7 separate regions of the Mus musculus genome follow, and all the other regions are linked to region 7. A link is a contact called in public Hi-C, HiChIP or PLAC-seq and promoter capture Hi-C data. All regions are on one chromosome and are shown on one strand. Each heading gives the region's core, a stretch centred on a gene start, on an enhancer-like site or on the middle of the called end of the contact. The rest is flanking DNA. Distances are from core to core; before and after follow the strand shown.

Evidence for each region. Promoter capture Hi-C pulls out the DNA fragments that hold promoters and counts their contacts. A called contact is a pair of places that touch in the nucleus more often than the background predicts. HiChIP or PLAC-seq counts read pairs in DNA pulled down with a chosen protein or histone mark.
Region 1: a contact with region 7 is called in a FOXA1 HiChIP or PLAC-seq map of pancreatic cancer cells. The contact joins the enhancer-like site here to the promoter of Zfp64 in region 7. A contact is called at or near these places in 1 of 39 promoter capture datasets (hippocampal neurons), 1 of 15 datasets of contacts at CTCF or cohesin (large pre-B cells) and 5 of 115 datasets of contacts at active chromatin or transcription factors (acute myeloid leukemia, astrocytes, large pre-B cells and 2 more).
Region 2: a Hi-C map of B cells shows a contact between it and region 7, with 6 read pairs. The contact joins the enhancer-like site here to the promoter of Zfp64 in region 7. A contact is called at or near these places in 11 of 39 promoter capture datasets (the 3T3-L1 cell line, 3T3-L1-derived adipocytes, the C10 cell line and 6 more), 2 of 484 Hi-C or Micro-C datasets (B cells and the G1E-ER4 cell line) and 14 of 115 datasets of contacts at active chromatin or transcription factors (the 230-238 cell line, the NIH/3T3 cell line, craniofacial prominence and 6 more).
Region 3: a contact with region 7 is called in a promoter capture Hi-C map of liver, with 3 times the contacts expected there. The contact joins the enhancer-like site here to the promoter of Zfp64 in region 7. A contact is called at or near these places in 5 of 39 promoter capture datasets (the 3T3-L1 cell line, 3T3-L1-derived adipocytes, hippocampal neurons and 1 more), 1 of 484 Hi-C or Micro-C datasets (B cells) and 15 of 115 datasets of contacts at active chromatin or transcription factors (the 230-238 cell line, T-cell acute lymphoblastic leukemia, acute myeloid leukemia and 8 more).
Region 4: an H3K4me3 HiChIP or PLAC-seq map of the SCID.adh cell line shows a contact between it and region 7, with 17 times the contacts expected there. The contact joins the enhancer-like site here to the promoter of Zfp64 in region 7. A contact is called at or near these places in 15 of 39 promoter capture datasets (the 3T3-L1 cell line, 3T3-L1-derived adipocytes, the C10 cell line and 10 more), 2 of 15 datasets of contacts at CTCF or cohesin (large pre-B cells and pro-B cells), 5 of 484 Hi-C or Micro-C datasets (the G1E-ER4 cell line and cortical neurons), 17 of 115 datasets of contacts at active chromatin or transcription factors (the NIH/3T3 cell line, the SCID.adh cell line, SST interneurons and 14 more) and 2 of 9 other capture datasets (adipose tissue and liver).
Region 5: a contact with region 7 is called in an HNF4G HiChIP or PLAC-seq map of pancreatic cancer cells. The contact joins the promoter of Zfp217 here to the promoter of Zfp64 in region 7. A contact is called at or near these places in 9 of 39 promoter capture datasets (the 3T3-L1 cell line, 3T3-L1-derived adipocytes, the C10 cell line and 5 more), 3 of 484 Hi-C or Micro-C datasets (B cells, the G1E-ER4 cell line and embryonic stem cells), 12 of 115 datasets of contacts at active chromatin or transcription factors (the 230-238 cell line, the NIH/3T3 cell line, acute myeloid leukemia and 7 more) and 2 of 9 other capture datasets (adipose tissue and embryonic stem cells).
Region 6: a contact with region 7 is called in an H3K4me3 HiChIP or PLAC-seq map of pro-B cells, with 9 times the contacts expected there. The contact joins the promoter of Bcas1os2 here to the promoter of Zfp64 in region 7. A contact is called at or near these places in 8 of 39 promoter capture datasets (the 3T3-L1 cell line, 3T3-L1-derived adipocytes, the C10 cell line and 3 more), 2 of 15 datasets of contacts at CTCF or cohesin (large pre-B cells and pro-B cells), 4 of 484 Hi-C or Micro-C datasets (the G1E-ER4 cell line, the MNK3 cell line, the N1E-115 cell line and 1 more), 9 of 115 datasets of contacts at active chromatin or transcription factors (T-cell acute lymphoblastic leukemia, astrocytes, embryonic forebrain and 6 more) and 3 of 9 other capture datasets (adipose tissue, macrophages and pancreatic islet).

Annotation. Positions count from the first base shown.
Region 1 is chr2:170,444,806-170,447,661 of GRCm38.p6, forward strand. No RefSeq gene overlaps it. Among named protein-coding and RNA genes, the nearest start is that of Bcas1, 18 kb to the left of the region's middle. Within about 2 kb of position 1,271, at least 30 of the 459 cell types and tissues checked have an H3K27ac peak or open chromatin away from gene starts, as enhancers often do. A contact at or near this core is called in pancreatic cancer cells, where this site is marked.
Region 2 is chr2:170,153,765-170,156,547 of GRCm38.p6, forward strand. No RefSeq gene overlaps it. Among named protein-coding and RNA genes, the nearest start is that of Zfp217, 24 kb to the left of the region's middle. Within about 2 kb of position 1,462, at least 201 of the 459 cell types and tissues checked have an H3K27ac peak or open chromatin away from gene starts, as enhancers often do. A contact at or near this core is called in the 230-238 cell line, 3T3-L1-derived adipocytes, B cells and 7 more, where this site is marked.
Region 3 is chr2:170,267,510-170,270,359 of GRCm38.p6, forward strand. No RefSeq gene overlaps it. Among named protein-coding and RNA genes, the nearest start is that of Gm34542, 50 kb to the right of the region's middle. Within about 2 kb of position 1,477, at least 71 of the 459 cell types and tissues checked have an H3K27ac peak or open chromatin away from gene starts, as enhancers often do. A contact at or near this core is called in liver, where this site is marked.
Region 4 is chr2:170,103,197-170,105,896 of GRCm38.p6, forward strand. No RefSeq gene overlaps it. Among named protein-coding and RNA genes, the nearest start is that of Zfp217, 27 kb to the right of the region's middle. Within about 2 kb of position 1,450, at least 10 of the 459 cell types and tissues checked have an H3K27ac peak or open chromatin away from gene starts, as enhancers often do. A contact at or near this core is called in the SCID.adh cell line and embryonic stem cells, where this site is marked.
Region 5 is chr2:170,129,912-170,132,652 of GRCm38.p6, forward strand. It overlaps Zfp217 (zinc finger protein 217), which reads right to left and starts at 1,309. Exons shown (of 6, transcript NM_001033299.3): 1 at 1,137-1,309.
Region 6 is chr2:170,354,946-170,357,645 of GRCm38.p6, forward strand. It overlaps Bcas1os2 (breast carcinoma amplified sequence 1, opposite strand 2), which reads left to right and starts at 1,416. Exons shown (of 8, transcript NR_040610.1): 1 at 1,416-1,453; 2 at 1,853-1,974. It overlaps Bcas1 (breast carcinoma amplified sequence 1), which reads right to left. Exons shown (of 13, transcript NM_029815.2): 11 at 1,303-1,368.
Region 7 is chr2:168,954,222-168,956,921 of GRCm38.p6, forward strand. It overlaps Zfp64 (zinc finger protein 64), which reads right to left and starts at 1,366. Exons shown (of 6, transcript NM_009564.2): 1 at 898-1,366. The coding sequence starts at 943. Gm39993 (a long non-coding RNA gene) reads left to right here and starts at 1,862. Exons shown (of 2, transcript XR_867023.3): 1 at 1,862-2,425.

The sequences.
Region 1 (2,856 bases), core at 21-2,520, 1.5 Mb after region 7:
AACTTCCTGCCATTTTTTTTTCCTTTTCTATAAACACAGCAGGTCCAGTTAGGACTTCCCATTTGTGTTCGGGAAGCCAACCAGCAGCCACATGTTCAAAAACTAAAGATGCTCCCTCCCTTTCTAATGGCTTCTCAGTAAAGGATGGGTGTCTTGTAGGTCACCTACCCGCGCTGTGCTGGGATTCTGGCCAGCTTGGTTTTGTGCTGGCAACCACAGCTGTTGGCGGTTCACATGTGTGATAGCCATGTTGTGTCTGGACAACCTCATTTCCCAGTGCCCCTCTTCATTCTCCAGCTTTGATACCTCACCCCCACCCCGGTCTTGAACCTTGATAATGCTGGAGTTGATCAGCATGTCCTCTGTGGAGTGGAACACTCGTCACTTTAGAAGTTATGAACATCTGCACTGACTCTTGTCCAACCAACGTTGAGAACATCCCGGGGCCATGGGTATAGACATAAATATTTAGAGGGCATTTTGGCAGCATGCCCTTTAGTGAATAGCTTTTGCAGGTTCTGCCTAGGCTTATGACCTCCCGAGCCATGGGCTTTGGGTCAGGATTACAGTACAGTTGAGGACCCTCCTGTGGAGCAGACCTCAAATCCAATCAGCAAGTGGTTAGATACCCTGTAACAGTTGTGCTACTCTTCTGCCAGTGGTCACGGCTTTATGTCAGGACAGGAATGCAGCTGCGTGGTCTAGCACTGGGTAAGGTCACAGGTGGCTTTTCTCCTCCAGCAACTTGCACTAGGCAAGCGGGCCAGCATCGAGGAAGTCACCCAGTTGGTTTGCCATTGATTTCTCTGTGTCAAGGACAGTATGCGGACCCCTTTCCTCATCCCCAAGCAGGCTTGGAGCCACAAACCCGAGGCTGAATTCTAGTTCTGTGGCTCACTGGCTGACTGAGGGGTCATGTATCATTTAAGCCCCATTGACGGCAGACTTCTTACCTATAGAAAGACCATCATAACCAGACTGAGGTTATCCTGAAGGGAGGCCAAGTTTGGCAGAGCCAGACCCATAGTAGGTGCTTTATTAGTATCTGCAGGTCCTTGCCTCCTGTACTTCTTACACCTCATATGATCCAGCATGACACACTTTCAACACCCCTCCTCTAGGCTTCCAAGAAAGGTTTTTTTGGCAAGCAGAACCTGAGGGTGCTTGGCTCTGCCAGCTTTCCACAATGACACACTTATGACTGCCCACTTCCTGGGAACCATGTGTTTGTCTTGTCTGAGCTACACTGTACAAACTTTCTAGAGGGCCTGGCCCGTGGAAACAGCTGTTCGGGTACATGTATATAGAAAGGGGTTTTGCAAATAAGAGCACACCCTCACGGCCAAGTTTGTTTCCGGAAGGGTGGCTTCTAATATCTGGCACCTACCCCTTAAAGGAATGCATCTCAGAGGCTGGTTCACTCCACCCACTCCGTCTCTCCTACAACTCAAAACCACGAGTTAGCCAAGAGATCCGTGGAACCACCCACAGTGAGAGTCCAAACGAAATGGGTGACAGGTTCCACTATGCAGGTGATTCAAAGCAAGGGCTATCACCAGAGAGACTCATTACAAGGTGTGTGTTTGTGTGTGTGTGTGTGTGTGTGTGTGTGTGTGTGTTACCAGAAAGACTCATTACAAGGTGTGTATATAGCAGGACAGAATAGCCTGGGAACCCCTGGGTAGCAGCAATGTCCCCGGAGAAAGGGTAGATTGGTGCTGGTTGCTTTAAGAACAGTGACTTTGCTCTTGAAACCTGGTCTCACACAGTAGCACAGGCTGGACTGCCTCTCATGATGTACTCTGGGTTTGACTTGATATCTCCCACATTCTGAAATCATAGGCGTGAGCTACTGTGCTCAGCATAAGAACAGCAACTTTTTGTTGAAGAATGATTCAACCGGAGGCCCCTCTTTGACTCCCCTAGTATCTTGCCTGGCATCTACCTCACCCAAAGCCACTAAGGAGCTCAAGGGTGCAGAACCTCATTACCAAGTATGGATATGGTTCATCTACCACAGAAGATAGGAGCTGGGAGAAGGTGGAAAGACAAACCAGCCGGACAAACAGAGAAACTAGAACAAGAGAGCAGAGGCCAGTGAGCTGCCTGCATTAGATGGCCCCAGAGGTGCTAGTCTTGCTACCAGCCCTATGGACAACTACCCTGGCCTAGTGAGCAGCTCCAGCTATCAGCCAGAGCTGAGCTGCTCTGTAATCCAAGAAAGAAGTGGCTTGTGAGAGAATTACTCACCGAAGTTACATAGATCTTGTTACTCATGTTTGTGGTAGAGCTACGGGGCACATATTTCTTAATGAGCTCTGTGATAAGCAAACCTTTTGTTTGGGTACAGTGGCCCATAAAATGCCAAGGCTATCCTGGCAGCTGGCTGCACCTGGAGTTGGCGAGTCCGAGGTCTGGGCTTCTTTGTTCTCCTCCTCTGAGTGGTGTGTGTGTGTGTGTGTGTGTGTGTGTGTGTGTGTGTGTGTGTGTGTGAGTGTGTGTACTAGGATAGGCTGTTTGTTCCAGTTGTGTTTACACCTGAAGTGCTTGCCAGCAGCCACTGAAAGAAATACCAAACAGCCCAATACACTACAAGGTTGAAATGAAGTCGATACATCAATTAATTTCCCTGAAGGCAGGGACAAAGAGATTAACAAGGGCCAACTATTAAAACATAATTGGTGTTGTTCTTATATCAGGCAGGGGATGGCAGGGCAGATGGCAGCTCTCTCCTCACTCTAGCTTGATGCCCAGCTTACTGCAAAGCTGTTTTGTGCCCAGGACTCATACAAATCCAATCCAATCCAAACAACCCAGACAGCGCAGCCCAGGAGGAGGAAGACAGACAGAGACCAC
Region 2 (2,783 bases), core at 212-2,711, 1.2 Mb after region 7:
ATTTGGGTTCTCTATAGTCAGCACTTAGGCCTGCGACCCGGTGTCGTCTTAGGCGACATATTTTGAGAACATGTGGTGAAAATTGGGATTTTTTTTTTTTCCTTCTTCCTCCTCCCCTCCCCACCCTTCTTCTTCTGCCTAAAAAAACAAGATAAGCCTGTATGCAAATAGATTCCGGGTAACCTCAGATACGCTCTCGATTTTAACTTTATTTACAGAATTTAGAATTACAGAGTCTTCCTGGGACCCGACTAATTTCTATTTGCATACCTACAACATTACCAATATTCTCCACGTCTGAATCACTGGGTTTATCGCGCCGACGCTACTTTTAACCACACTAGCAGGGACAATGGGCGTCGTCTGTGTCAGCTTTTGGACTGTTTATGTAGGATTGTTTATATGGAGAGACAAAAGGGGCAGGATTTTTCCTAATTTTTTTTTTTTTTACATTTTTTAAGATTAATCTTTCTGGATTAGCAAAGAAAGTAATGGGTCTCCTTGATGCGTTTTCCACAACTTTGTACCTTGATACTGCCTTCTCATTGGTTAAGGGATATTTAAGGAAGTTTTAAAATTGAAATGAGCGCTGGAGGGGGGGGGGGATGTGACTCAGCCACATGGTACTCAGCTTCGTTCGCCACAAAACTAAAGTTATTAAATTAAAATAAATAAATAAATAGGTACCATGTCCCAATGATTTCAAGGTAACATTTGAACTAGTTTTATTTATGTAGTTCATACGCTACAGAAACATACAGAATGCCATTCTAGTGACTACAGCTACTCTCCTTTTGAGGTTAAAGACACCAGTTTCTTGAAGAGAAGGTCGACTTTTAAATGTTGACTAGTTTAAGATGCTCAAACACCTCTCCCACCTACACTCCTGAAAACAACCCTAATTAAACTCATTGGGTAATGCGCAAGATAGAATGGCCATTTTAAAAATAAAAGGGGGATACTTGTTCGTGCCTTTAATCCCAGCACTTGGCAGGCAGAAACAGGCAGCCAGCCTGGTCTACAGAGTGAGTTCCACAACAGCCAGGGATACACACACACACACACACACACACACAAAGATAAAAAAAAAAAAAAAAAAAAAAGTAAAGGGGGGGGCATTTTGGAAGGTGGGGGAGGGGTGGAGTACCATATTCATCATATACATGTCCAAAAAGGCCATAATGCAACGCATTATTACGAACAATTCACCTATGCCAGCTGAAAAGACAGCTTAGTGAATAACTCTTAAGACTAGAAATCTAAATGAATACAATGGAAAAGCCAAACAGGAAACAGAAGCGAGGAGGACAACCTCGGGCGTTTGCCAGAGAGAACAGGAAGTGAGAAGCAGCGAGTGTGTGACAGTTTATTTTCTGCGAGCCTTGTTATCAGGTGAATGAACTCCCTCTGGAGGATGGAAACAGGCAGACCGGGATGCCTGGCCGCTTCAGCGGCTCCTGGATAGTTAGAAAGCTTCCCAAAGCCGGTTATTCTCCGACGCCAATCGCGGCGCTTTTCTGCAAGGAGACACTGACTGGTTCATGAAATCATCAAGATTTCGAAACCTGCTTGCACCATCTCTCTCTCTCTCTCTCTCTCTCTCTCTCTCTCTCTCTCTCTCTCTCTCTCTCTCTCTCTCTTTCTCTCTCTCCTACCTCTGCCTAAAGCAGTCTGTGGCCTAAACCCGGATAGGCTATCCCGATTTGCTGAGGTCTGGGGAGTTTGGGCAGAGTGGACATAGCTGAGGGTCTTGGGGTGTCCAAGACAGAAGCTCAGAACCTCCCCATACCCTGCTAGTCCATGTGGAGGGGGTTCTCTCTATCTCCCCCGGGGCCTGTGATTAACTAATTCTGGTGCAGTAACTATTTGGCCATAGCCCTGGCCGGCCTCCAGGTTTCATGTGGAACTGTAAATGGGCGTGGTCCCCAGATAGGCTGGCCCGTGTTCCTAGGAAGCCTTACATACAAGCCCCAGCCTTACAGAATTTGGCCAGAAATGGGTTACAAATGAGAGTGTGTTTGGCTAGGGAGTACTGATTTCTTGATCCTTTTCTCAGTTCTGAACTCAGGCTAGCTTAGTGACCAAAAGCCTGTCAACAAATGTTTGTGTCAGGAAGAAATGTGAGAGAGCTGGTTTTTTGCTTGAAACAGCTTCATCCTGACTCTTTTCTTAAACGAGGAGACTGTTTTTGGCTATATATATATAGCCAAATATATCTCCAAAATACACACACACATATAGTGGGTATATAAATAAAACAAATATATCAATATTTATAGATAAACACACACACACATATATATCCAAACACACACACGCATATATATATATATATATATATATATATATATATATATATATATATATCCAAAATACACACACACACATATAGTGGGTATATAAATTATATATTTGAGACAAGCTATCATGGAAGTCCAGGCTGCCAGCTATAATTTGCTTTGTAGCTGAGGCAGACTTTGAACTCCTAGCCTTCATGTCTTGAATTACAAGTTATTATCATTGAAGGAGTGGAGCCCAGTGTCTCATGTGCTGAGCAATCACCCTACCAATTCAGGTACTTCCCTAACATTATTTATTTATATATTTTGCTTTTTGAGACAGAGTACCTCTATGTAGTCCTGGCTGCCTAGAACTTGCTAGGTAGACTAGCAACTCACAGAGATCCTACTAGCCCTGCCTCTGGTGAGCTGGAATTAGAGATGTGTACCAACACACCCAGCCGTTAATATGCATTCTTTTTATTTTTAAGATTTATTTATTTT
Region 3 (2,850 bases), core at 227-2,726, 1.3 Mb after region 7:
GCCTTTTTGATGTAAGGCAGTTGAGGGAAAATTTCTGCTTTTGCCTCTAGGAGTAAATGTGCTTTGATTCTGATTAGATTTGTAATTTATTAAGCTTCTCCTTGCTGTTTGCACTTAGAGATACCAAGTTTGTTCTTTCTACTTGTAGAGACAGGCTTTTTTTGGGGGGGGGGCAGGGAGGTGACATTAGTTATTGTCATTGCCCCTTAGGAGGTTTTTAGTTTTAGTTGTTTTACTTCTGAACCTTGTTGCAGGGGCTGGGAGTCAGCTGTTAGAATGCTCACCTAGCAGGCGGAGGCCCTGAGCTCAGTCAACAGAACCTTGTAGGAGTAGTGGGCTCCACTGTCCTGCCAGCGTTTGGGAGGCAGAAGCAGGAGGATCAGAAGTTCAAGTCCACCCCCAGCTTTCTAGTAAGTCCAAGGCCAGCCAGGGCTACAGGAGACCCTGTCTCAAAACAAAACAACAACACACAAAAAAAAAAATTGCGACAGGGAACACATACACTGTAGAAGTTGTAAAAACGTCTCCCAGGATGCTATCTTCTCACCAGAAGCTTTTGTGTGCATTCTGGAAAATTCCAGTGTTTATGAAGTTGGAGGCTCCACGCTGATATTTATCAGGATTTAAATTTGAATCATGCATAGCACAGGAAAAAAAAGAATGGGGGCAGGGTCTTGATTTTTATTATGTGTTTGGAGAGGCGCTTCAGTGTTTACAGTCTGGGAACAGGATCCCAGCGGAATCCTTTCTGTTGTCAGGGAGGGGCCAACATTCCCGTGTCCACCCACTCACCCAGAGGCAGCCTGGTTTTGGAGTGGAAATAACACTCTTATACCTAATAGGACCCGGGAGATCTGCCCCGACTGCCTGCCGGTTTCTACAGTTGGAAATTACAAAAGCCAGCAGCCGATATCAACCTTCTGCCTGCTGACTTGCCAGAGAATCTCCCATCTCTTTCTCTTGGGCTACAAGGACTTCCTTCCTTCTGGACAAAATACTGGCATAGCCTAGGAGGTTGCAAGTTGGTTGCTGAGTCCATTGGGGTTTTGTTTACTGGTTTTGTTCTGAGTAGAGAACAGATCTTACATTTGGAGACTTTTGGAGACACGTGTGTCAAGAGGGGAGATAGATTAGAGTGTGTGCACTGGGGTGGAGCCGGTGGGTAGAATCACAGCGCTTCTCCCAGTGTGTTTTCAGATCACATATATTGACCACACATAGTGAGCAGGATTGGTTATTGCAAGCTTTGACCTTTATAAGCACGGGCCTGGGAATAATAACTCAAATGGTTCTTCAAGGTTCCCCGAGAACTCTGACCACACCCCATTTTTAAAGCTTAACATACAAGTGACTGGAACAGATTTCTCCCGATTCCCATAGATAATGTCTCCCAAAATACTTCATCTAAGTGAGTCACCGCTCACAGACTGACCAGGAAGCCAATGGCTACTCTTTTATTTTTGAGTCACTAGGGAAAAGCTGGAAACAAGGAAATTCAGCAGGGGCTGGGGAGACGGCTCAGTTGGCAAACTGCTTGATGCACAGATATAAAGCCCTGAGTTTGATTCCTGAGAATGCATGTACAATGCCAGGCATGGTGACCTACGTCTATAATCCCAGAGCTGAGGTACCAGAGGCAAGGAGGATCCCAAGGGCTTGCTGTACCAGCTATCCAGCCTGCTTAGGAGCTTTGGGCTGGGCAGTGGTGGCACACGCCTTTAATCCCAGCACTTGGGAGGCAGAGGCAGGTGGATCTCCGAGAGATGGAGGCCAGCCTGGGCTATGCAGTGATTTCCAGGACAGTCGGGACTACACGGAAAGACTTTGTCTAAAAACAAAAAGAACCAACCAACTAACCAACCAACCAATAAACAATCAGTCCTTTTCCCCAAACCATAACAAGGTGTGTGACTCAGTCATTAAAAGCCTTTAGCTGCTCTTGTAGGGGACCCGAGTTTGGTTCCCAGCACAAATGTGAGGAAACCACATGTTACTCCACCTCCCGGAGGTCTGGCTGTCATGAGTGCCTACATATGTGTGGACACAACCACTCATAAGCACAGACTGGTAATTAAGAAAATAATAAAAAGAAAAAAATTTAAAAGTGATTTGAGACAGGGTTCCTCTGTGTATGTAGCTGTGGCTGTCCTAGAACTCACTTTGCAGACCAGGCTGGCCTTGAACTCATGTACAGATCCACCTGCTTCTTAACTGCTGGGTCTAAAAGGAGTTCACCACCGCACTCAGCTATACATCTTAAAACAAAACAAACAAAAATCCAAGGTGGATAGTTTTTGATGTCCTCTGACTTCTGAACACTTATGTACACACACATGTGCGTGGGCACACATATGTGTATGAACCCACAGGACCATTGTTCATACTCATACACACAATATCTAAGCAAAAAACAACAAGAAAGCAAATGTTCTTTGACCTTCTTTTGTGCGGAGTAGAAAAGGAAAACAGACTGGGGACTGGAGCTAAGTGCTTCGGCTCCCATAAAACCACAAATCTGGGAATTAAGAAAACAGAGGAATATTTTCTCAGTGGTAGGAACAGTCTTGATTCTTAGCAGTCGGTTTGCCTGCTCTGTATCAAGGCTCGGTGTGTGGGGTGTGGTGTCAGCACATGTGATCTTTGCCATGACCAGGGTTCTCGGTGAAAAAACGTTCCAAGGATTTATTTTATTGGATTTGAACCCACTAAAATACAGCCTTTGAGCCCTGCACAAAATCTCACTGTTCCAATACCAAATGAACCCAGAGTTCATTGTCAAGCTTGCTGGAAGGTAGGGGGCCCGTGGCACCTGTAAGTGACAGGCTATTCTAATAAACAGCTCTCAGATGG
Region 4 (2,700 bases), core at 200-2,699, 1.1 Mb after region 7:
ATCCCAGCACCCGGGAGGTAGAGGCTTGTGTAATGCCTATGCGGGGAGTTTGAGGCCCAAAAGCTTCAAGTTTGTTGTGCTGAGCTGAACTCTTGAACATGGCAGTGGTCTGGCTCAGATGATAACCCTTTATACCACACAACTCCAAACCCAGAGAATGTGGTTCTGAGGATGGGACCTAGGGTTTGCCTGTTACCAGGCACTCGCCAACTAAGCTGTTTTTGGTTGTTGTTCGGTTTGCTTGGCATTTTGTGTGTGAGAATGGGAGTTGGTTTTGGGACAAACAGCAGTGTAGCACTGGCTGGCTTCAAAGATGCTCAGTAGCCAACCTTGACCTTGACCTTGACCTTGACCTCCTGATCCTCCCGAATCCTTCTACCACCTCACCAAGTGCCTTTGAAATGGAGAAGATTCAAACGCAAGAGTGACTAGACACGAGTTGAAGCTCTGCAAAGGTCACCACCACACACAAGCACACATGCACATACATGCACACACACATTCATTCACACACTCTCCCATACACTCACAAACACACACCACACAAGCTCGTACAGTCATCCAATCAGGAGAAAAGGCAGTGGAGGAAGGGTGAATGTAGATCCTTATTTTCCACTATCCAGACTTCAGTACTATTGGGGGATTTGAACCATTGACAGACTATTTGACTTGGTAGATTTTTTTTATTGAGAGCAATTTCATCAGGATGGCAAGGGCTGTGAAAAATACTACTCGCGGACAGGATTGGCTGCCAGAGCCACTGTGCATCCTCTCGAAAACCCAAAGCCACATCACTCTGGTCACACAGAACTCTCAGCACCAGGAAGGAGCAGCCACAGAGTGCCATGTGCCTGATGCCAGCGCCACCGTGTGGCAAAGGTTTGAAGCTTCCGTTCACTTGGACTGAAAGATTTTTGGCCCGTTCCTAAACTTACGAGATTGATACGTATTAGCAAAAATGTCAGACACATAGGGAAACTTAAAACACAACCCTGTATCACAGTTGTAAGATTTGAGTGTATTAATTTGGACAGAATAAGATAGCAACTGAGCCACAACCATCAGTCAAGGTGGAGGCCAATAAAGATTGTCCCCAGCTACATGATAGTCTAAGGCCACCCTGAGTTGCATTAAGACCCTGCCCCCCTCCCCAAAAAAAGAGATTAAAACAAATTTTAAATTGGGGTGGGGGGGGTGAATTGAGACAGGGTTTCTTTGTACAGCCCCGGCTGTACTGGAACTAGAGCTATAGACCTGGCTAGTCTTGAACTCAGAGATCCACCTGCCTCTGCCTTCTGGATGCTGGAATTAAAGGCTTAAGCCACCATACCTGGCAAACACACACACACACACACACACACACACACGTGCACACACCAAGCCCTACAGGATGGAGAGATGGCTCTGTGGTCATGAGCACTGGCTGTTCTTCCGGAGGAAGAGCTCAGCTTCTAGCACCCACTCGTGGTGGCTCACAACCATCTGTGACTCTAGTTCCAAGGGATCGCATGCTCTCTTCAGGCCTCAAGCACCACGCACACAGGTGCACATGCATACATACATACATACATACATACATACATACATACATACAAAGCCCTCATGCAGGCGGGCATCAACCCTTGGCTTGTGAGCTGCAGGGTACTCGGAACAGAACCCTGGGATCATCTTTTTAAGTGACAGACAGGAGGAGGCATGGTAGAGCAGAAGAGACAGGTTCAACTCTCACACTGCTGCATGGAGGACCAGAGGCTCCTCCTCTCAGGGTTAGAAAGTTTTCCCCTCCAGGACCATCTACTGGGGTTTTTATTGGTGGCTGGCTGGTCTGTTGTCTTTTTGAGACAGACCAGGCTTAAACTCCCGGTCCTTTTGCCTCCACCTCCCACACGCTGGGATTCTGGGGATGAGCCGCCACAGGACAACTTGCCCGCTTCCACTGCTAGGCAGAAGGTGGAGGCATCCTAACAGGTAGTGAGCAGACCGGAGTGAATGACGCTGTTGGAATGCCTGCTGTTGACATAGGCACGCCATCAAGGATGCCATCAAGGACGCCATCAAGGAGACAAAGCCTCCTTCGGTCTAATAACAATGTATGTTGGACATGCCCACCATAGCTCTCCCCTGCCAGGGCTTAACGCTCTAAGCAAGTACTCTGGCAACCTTCTCAGCCTGGTTTGTTCTTTTTCTAAATTAAACTGGGTTTCTGATGCCGCTGGGGGAAATAGCAAAACAAGATCTGCAGGCTCTTCCCTTAAAACTATTAAGTGTCACCACCAATGGCTCCAGCAGGAGCAAAGACCATTCCCTTGCCCCCGCACCCACAACTGACAACCAGGGCAAGTTTTCAAAGATGTGTATGTTTGAGCTAACTGCAGGATGACATTGTTCACCTTTATGATCTAGACAGCTGCTCTCTGCTCCGTTTGGAGTCCAGTCCATGGCTGTCCTCAGGAAGGATCCGATCCTAGGACAACCCAGTCCCTGCCTGCAAAGGACCTAGGTGCTGCCCCACCCACGTGGTGCCTGACCCAGCAGGTCTAGTGAAACCTGACAAGCCGAATTTCTAACAATTTTGCTATTCTGGGGCAACAACGACAAAGGTCAATGCAGATGGAGCACTGCATTATGTAGAGTGGGCTGAAGTCATGGTGCTAATTATCACACAGAACACCCCCTGTTCGGACCACTGGGAAAGTCAGA
Region 5 (2,741 bases), core at 59-2,558, 1.2 Mb after region 7:
TTTGGTACCAAGGTGGTCGATTTACTCTGGGAAAAGTAGTCAAGAAGGCTGTGGACGTTTTTCTCTTACAAAGAGAGGTGAAAGGCCCCCTGAGGCCCCTACCTAGTTGCCAGGCATGGCCAGCAGCTGTGGCTACCCTGCCTCCTCTTTTGTTGGCCTTAATCTCATGTCAAGTTATTCAACCACCTCAAAAGGGATGAAGACATAATTGAATCAACCTGAACTAAATCAGACCTAGGCCTCTTAAAACATACAACTTAATGGCTCCAACCCATCCCAAACCAGGAAACTGGCCACGGGATCCTGGGGTACACATGGTGCCCTACAGCCCTGGACCCCAAGCTGGTGCCCCTTAATCAACGCATGCTCAGGAATGCCTGTTTCTCAGAGAAAGAAACTAAGGCTCACAGGACACAGCCCTTAAGGTTGGGAACGACCACCCCGAGCCCCCGACCCAAACAATAAAAAGTTTAAAAGTTTCTACTACTGTGTGAGTGCGGACCGGCCCCCACTGGGGGTCCCAGAAGTGGGCCCCCGGGACTTCGGCTCACTTCAGGAAGCAAACCTTTCGGGAAAAATCCCCGCCCGCTGTCCCCACCCCCACCCTCCCCGCCCAAGAATGCGCTTCCCGTGCGCCGAGGGTCTGAGGCGGGGGCGCCCTTCACTGCGCGCCCGCTCGCGTTGAGGCTAAACTGAGGCGCACGGGGCGGCGCCCTCGGATGTGCGGTGCCGCCTCCCGCCAACCCGCACGAACTTCCCACGGGAGTTTGCGGGACGTTCTAAGTTTGGGAGTGAAACCGAACACCTTCCTTGGTTGGCAGGACGCAGCTCCCGCAGGGGCCCGGACCCCCGACGGCCACGCCGCGCCGGGCAGGCCATTGTCTCGGCCGTCCCTCCCAGCCCCACGCGCGGCCGCAGCCGTGGGGACGCGGCCCCGGCGCCCCTTTACCTGCGGCCGTCCGGCTGCACCGCCCAGCCGCGGGGCTGAAGGAGCGGCAGAGGCGGCGCGGCCTTTGTGCGTCTGCCGCTAGCCCCGACGGCGCGGGGACCGGGACGGGGCCGCGCCATGCCCGCCTCCCACGGCCGCGGGCGCCGGGACCCCCACCCCCACAGAGGCTCCGGGGGGCCGGGCTCACCTCCGGCGCGGGGCGAGGGAGCGGCGCGGGCGCCCCCTACTCGTCCGCGCGGGGACAGTGCAGGCGCGGGGTCCCTGCGCGGGCGGGCGGGCGGCCGGCGTCCGGCGGGGGGACTGTTGGGGCAGAAAGTGCTCGCAGCAGCTGTTGCGCCCTCCCCCCCGGCCGCGCCGCCTGACGCCCCGCCCCCGGCCACGCCCCCTCTGTGACCGCGCGTGTGCGCAAGCGCGTCCCCGACCCGCCCACCGCTGCGGGCCACGCCCCCCTCGGACCCCCCGAGGCGCGAGCCCCGCGGAGCGGCGCGCGCACCCCACTCCCACCCCGTGGGCTCCCGCGCACGCGCGCCCCGCGCCGTGTCCCGCCATCCGGCCTAACGTGGCGCGCTCGCGCCCGGGCGGTTCCAGTGACAGGTATTCTGGGGATGGAGGGGGGGGCTGCAAACGCAGCACGCAGGCGCACAGCCAGTCCTCCCTCGCCGCCTCCCCCTCCCTTGCAAGGTGCGCCCCGGGAGGGGAGGGAAGAGGAGGGGAGGGGCCGGTTGCCCAACTCCCCGGTCGCCCAGAATCACGAACAACAACAATAATAATAATAAAAATTTAAAAATAAACCAACCTTGCCACTGGCTTCGGGAGCTCACAGGATAGCGGTGTTCTGAGGTGTTGTGAAGGTTAACACTTTCAGAGAGTCAATGTGAGGAAGGTCCGAGACCTAAAAAGAATAAATTTTCTCTTAAATTGTTATCTTCAAAAAGCCTTTTTATTTCTTCCTTAACACCCTGGGCTTGTGTTTCTATTATAGTTTCATATCTGAATTTGGACTTGGTACCTAATAAATCTTAGTTTGCAGAGAAATTCATTTGAGTGAAACTAGGCTTAAAAGTGTGCTCAAAAACAAAAACCACACACTTCTTTATGCCCATCTCACTTAAAGCGTTTCCCTTCTGTTTTGTTCCTGACTCGTATTAAAGATGAAAGAAGATAAGACAGGAAAAGGTTTGACTCCAAAGGCCTGGGACTGATGTCCCGTTTTAAGCAAGCCCCAGGGAGGAACTATGGCGGCCACAATCACATCCAATAATTTTTCTGCTCCAAAATGCAAATGAACTCAAATGTAAAATAGATTTATTGCTTAACACCGAACAGTCAACTTGTTTGTTTCTTTTTCAAGCTGGCCCTCGGTGTATCAAAAAGTGGGAAAACATCAAGAAAAGCATACATACCCATTTCCTAAATCAAAAAGAAGCGTGGGGGTTGGGGGGGAACGGGACAAAAAAGAACCGACCGGAACTGGTAAGCAACGCAGTCCTTAATAAATAGGAAGAAGAATTCAAGAAGACAGCTTAGCAAGGGGCAAGAACCTGCCTTGTAGAATGTTTTTGCTGTCATTTTACATAGAACTACCAACCCACATATGGTCTCGTTAGTCTTTTTTTTCAAAGGAAGTGAATCAATTACTTACTCACAATTAATTAGCATCGCTGGAAGTAGATCCTTAAGCCAGCCCTGATTCTCATCCAAGCCCAGAAGATATTGATCATTTTTAGTACTAGGGTTCCTTTTCTCACCACAGATTAATATCTTTCTCTAAAGTATTATATTTACCCTATAA
Region 6 (2,700 bases), core at 166-2,665, 1.4 Mb after region 7:
CTTTTGTGGTTATGTTTGCAACAAAGTAACAATTCACGTTAAATGAGGTCCTACAGATGGAGCTGATTTCATAGGCTTAGCGTCATTCTAGGAAGAGACACCAGGGGGCACTCTTCTTCCCTCGTTCCTCCTCTTTCCTCCCGTTTCCCCTGCAAGGTGGAAGGCAGCCATTTGCATGCAAGGGAGAGAACCTCGCCAATACTTTGCTTGTAGCCTTTCCAGCCAACAGAAACGTGTGAGAGAAATTCCTGTGGTTTGAGTCACTCACTGTATGGCGTTTCGCTCTGGCAGCCTACCCTGACATTAAATTGTTTATTGAGCCTCCACACCAGGAGTGTTCCTAGTGCTTGCCCAGTACTGATTCATCTAGGCAGGACGCTTGCTCTATGGAGTCTGCGTCCCCTACATCCTCCTAGGTAAGGGAACTGAGGGACTGGGAGATTGGCAATCTTTCCAAACAACTATAGCAAAAAAATCCATAAAAACAAGCAAACAGAAAAACCCTTTAAGCCAGGATCAGACCCAGTCCCTTTGAGTCTAAAACACAGGCTTTTAAGCACTTCTTTGTATTATTAAAGTTAACAAAAGAGCTCTGATATTTTTTATGGAAGTATCTATTTAAATTAAAAGAGTGCTGTATTATAAAATAGGGGGTTAGTAATGATGTTGAACAGCTAATTTTCCTCCCTCTGCCTCCTAAGTGCTGGGATTGCAGGCGTGTGCTACCATGCCTGGTTCTATGCAGTGCCAGGATGGAGCCCAGGGCTTCCCATGTGTGAGGCAAACCCTGTACGAAGAGGGCTGCGGGCCACCACCCAGCCCATGGTCTCATTTTTAAAGGAAGGCACCTGCACAGATGTCAAGCGTTCTGTTTGTCAATAGTAAAGAAAGCAAGGAGATGAGCATTGTTGATCTAATAAGTCTCTGTGCCAGACACCACAGAAGATGAGAGAAACCTAGAAGCACCTGCTTGCTCTACAATGTTCCAGACATGGGTGGGAAGGATCAGGAGAGACATGAGAATTGTTACAGCACCAAGAAGGGAGCAAACTCTATGACAGGGATGACCGCGGGGCACAGGAGCTCTTTGAGGAGGTGACATTTCTGCTAACACTGGAAGTCTGGGAAGAAACTTTCTACATGGAGAGAGAAGCGCTGAGGACTCGCCCCATACCATGTCTGTAGAGCCCAATACTGCTGGGTATACAGTGGGTGCTTAACCAGGCAATGTTTCACAAGTGGATATGAACTTCCAGGTCGCGAGGCTGAACCTGCCCGCAGGCTGAGTTCACGGTCACTTACTTGGCAGCTGGAGTCTTTCACGTTACTTTCTTCCGAGCGGGGGATCCCTTCGCTCGATCTCACTGACTACAACAACAAACAGACAGTATCCTTTCAGTAACCACAGCAACGGTGCACAGGTGCACGCACGACGACGATGACAATGACGACGGTGAACCCCCCTCATTTATCCTTGATATTTAGGATACAGACAGGAATGGAAAGGGGTCACTCGGAGAGCTGGGGCTGTGTCATCAGAGTCTGCTGAATTCAAGTATTAGCGTCCCGAAGGAACAACAATCAATCAAACAAATAAATGAAATAAAAATTATATATGAGCTAAATAGACATTTGCTCCTGTCTCCCCAGGAAAACACTTGTAAACCCAGCATTTAGGGGCGGGGGCAGTAGGACTATGAGATAGCCTAGGCTAAATGAGATCCTCTTTCAGAAGAAGGAGGGGAAGAAAGTAATGTTGGAAGGAAAAGGAGGTTAGAGATATGAGTGAATGAATGAATAAATGAATGAACTTGCCTGCTAACTTTTTTTTTTTTTTTTTTGCTACTTTTAGGCAGTGGAGGAGAGTTGAGTTAATGAGCACCCATCCTCCATCCTTTAGCGCCCCCTAGAGCCAGTGGCTTCCTCAACAGGGCGGTACCTAGTCAAATCTGCATCTTTGATTCCTTCAACCAGGTGAGCTAAGCAACCGGTTCCAAAGGTGTGGCCACAGGCCCAGAGGCACCAGACTCACCAGGGGACTCGTTAGAGAGATGTAAGTTCTTCACATCTGCTTAGATCCAGATCCACAGAATCAGAAACTCTGGGCCTGGGGCTCAGCCACCCGTGTTTAACAAGCTCCTCAGGGGGCTCTGAGCTGTGCTCTAACTGGCCACAAACTGTGCTGGTGCGCTCAAACTCCCACGTGACGTGAGGATGCGCGCTCATTGGTTAGTATCATCTCCTCCCAGCTGCTCAGGAAGCGGGGACTCCCAACTGCACCGCTATCAACTGGGATGTTCTCTTAGCAGACAGCACACACTCACAGAGCACAGCACAGCTCAGAACACTTCATCCTGATAACATGAGAGGCGGGTCGGGAGCTGGCCGGGTGGCTAAAGCACCTTCCATGCAAGCGGCAGGTGTGAAGACAGAGCCCAGACCCCAAGAGGCTGGGTGGGCATGGCGGCCATTTGTGATTCCAGTGCACTGGAGGAAGGTGGAAACAGGATTCCTGGCTAACATAGGCTAGTTGTATCTGAGAGCCCCTGGTTCAACCAAGAGACCACACCCTTAACACGTAAGGAAGACTCTCAACATCAGCCTCAGGTGCACATGTGCACAGGTACAGGCAAACATATATAAGCACACATACCAGACACGCACGACAAAGAAAACCTTACAGGAGCTCAAATGCATTCT
Region 7 (2,700 bases), core at 116-2,615:
ACAAAACAAAGACAGATCTCTCCTTAGGATCCTTATAGATAAATTCTCTGATGTGGGGACTGATTTCCCATTCCAGAGTAAGTCATCTGGTGGGGTCGTCCCTCTTTAAAACACAACCCGAAGTCCACAGCACTGGAAGACACTGAGACACATGGGGTGGGTGGGGACTGGGTTTAGAGTTCAGAGGACACTCAGGCAAGTTTGGGGAGCCAATGGCTATAATATCTGCAGTTAGCAAAGTGACTCAGGTGTTTGCGAACCTTGTCCACAGCTTTTCAAACATCTGAGGCTCCAGGCACAAGGAAAGACCTGGGATTCCGGCCCCACCCTCCCTCGGAGACCTGCAGGGGATGGACCAAGCAGCCTGTTTTGAACACATGCGCTCCAGGTGGCCGGTCCACGGTTCAGTCCGTGGCCCGTACTTTGGGGAACAAAGGCACATGGAGATAGCAATAGCTTATAGGATGTCAGGAAAATAGCAGAACCTCAAACTCACTGCAAGTCACCCCCAGCCAGGTCTTTCACACCCATATCATCCCCTACCCTGAGTGCCAGGATGGCTCTGCAAACCTGTCCGCGAGCCCCTCAGGGATGCTCCAACCTGAGCCACTGAAGCAGAAGTTTCCCTACCAGTTGGCCTGGATCACCCCACTTTCTCCTCTCCTCTGCGCCCCAAACTCCACCCGGCGGGGCAGGGGAGGTGGTGACAGTCTCCTCGCCGCGTGGCCTCCCCTGGTCTTGCCTCCCCTGGGGTACTGCAAGAGTTCCAGGCGGCTCCCGACCTGACACGCCGACTGGGCTGGCGGGGACAGGCATGCAAGGTGCGCCGTCACCCCGATCCCGGGGCCTGCTGGCTCTGTCCGGGCCAGGCCCCAGCTGCGTCTGTTCAGTACTTACTTTGCATCGATCCAGAAAAGGTGTCTCCTTCCACGCTCGCGTTCATGGCCCCAGACCTTGGGGCGCCGCTCCCGGAGCCCCACGGCTCGCTCTACATTATGCAAAGACTTTTCTCCTGCATATTTCCCGCACCAGCCAGTCTTCTCCCAACTCTGTGAGGCGGGGACGGATGTACAACCAGCGCCACTTCCGCTGCCTAGAGGGCGCTGGCCCCTTGCACCCAGCCCGACTCCCAGGCGGTGCTCTCCCGAGGAACCGGGAAAGGTCGTGGAGTCTAAGACCCGAGTACACCGATCCCTCCACCCTATCCCAGGCATGCCAGGGACTCTGTGGTCGCCTTGCGCCTTTGCATCTTGCCCTCCTGGAGACGCTCATTCCTTCGCAGATGCCAGGAGGATGCGCTGCCGGCCTGGGAGAGTGGAGCCCCAAATCCCGGGGTGCTCCCCTAGGGCAGATCCGGCAGCGTAACACCGGGGCGGGGCCTTTGCCCTGCTGCTGGGTTGAGCCGGTGAGATGGCTCAGCAGGGGTAGGGCACACGTCACCAAGCCTGGTTTCCTGCCAGCCAGCTCACATGGTGGAAACAGACTCAAGCATCTGCATGTACAATATAAGTAACTTAAAAAAAAAAAAAAAAGAGATTAGTGTGTAGTAGATGGGAGAATTCATTGGGGCTCTGCTCCACGGGGGCTTCAGTATTTCACGCAGCATGGAGGGTTTGTTAGAATTGCTTGGGGATGGTGAACTGGAAAGAAGGCATAGTGGCTAAGAGTCTGTGCTGCTCTTGCAACGAATCCCAGCGCCCACATTAGGTGACTCACAACTATTTGCAACTCTTCCCCGAGAATCCTGCACTGAAGAACTGACCTTAGCTCTAACCTTGAGCTTACCCAGAAGGTTCCACAGCCCCTTTTTATTTCCTGTTATGATCTAAGCCACAAAGTCACTCCAAGGGTCAGACTCTGAGAGGTTTATTGGGGAGGGGCTTAGAGTGGCTGCCTCTGGGAAGGGTGGAGGTGAGCAAGGGCGTTGATCAAAAAGAGGCGGGAAGAAAGTCCGCCTTTTAGGGACTATAGCACATGCGCAGGGGAGGAATGTGGCTCAACTTGGCTCCTACTGATGACGTAATTGCCGTCTCAGGGTCCCTGGGTAGGTTGTGGAAGATGTCTAGTAACTACCATCCCTCCCTTTCGTTCAATATAAAAGAGGAGGAACTAAGAAGGGGTGATGTTGAGGCCGGAGAGCAATTTGGACTATTTCCTGTTGTCCGGGGTTGTCGCATGTTCGGGCATTGCTGATCCTCACCATCAGGGCACACTCCGTAACCATGAGACTCAGGCTTTGTGGCTAGCAGCCCGTAGTCCCGTAACAGTAAATTAGTTGTTTGATTAGAGAGTTTTTTGAGTTTGTTGTTGAAGAAATGCCAGAGGAGAAGAAATTGATAAAAGAGGGTTCGATGACAGCCAGGAGGGGCAAGATTTGAACTGCCCTTTCATCATGTCTGGCAGCTATTGCGTGCAACAGGAATTGGTAAGAGCTCTTCTCCGTGTGTCACCCCCAACTTGGGGAAGAGAAATATTAGCATGCAAACTCCTGACCAACTAGGGTGGTAGGCCAGAGTGCCACAAAGAATCGAGGGGATATGAACGGGCAGGCACTGGGGCTGAGATGAGGTAGCAAGGTTACGGTTTTGTTGCAGTCTAGGGAACGTGTCCCAGGTGCCATAAGACAGTTTGTCACACCAAAGAGGATGATATGAAAAAAGGGAGTCAGAGTGACCCCAGGCTCAGTGAATTTGGTGAATG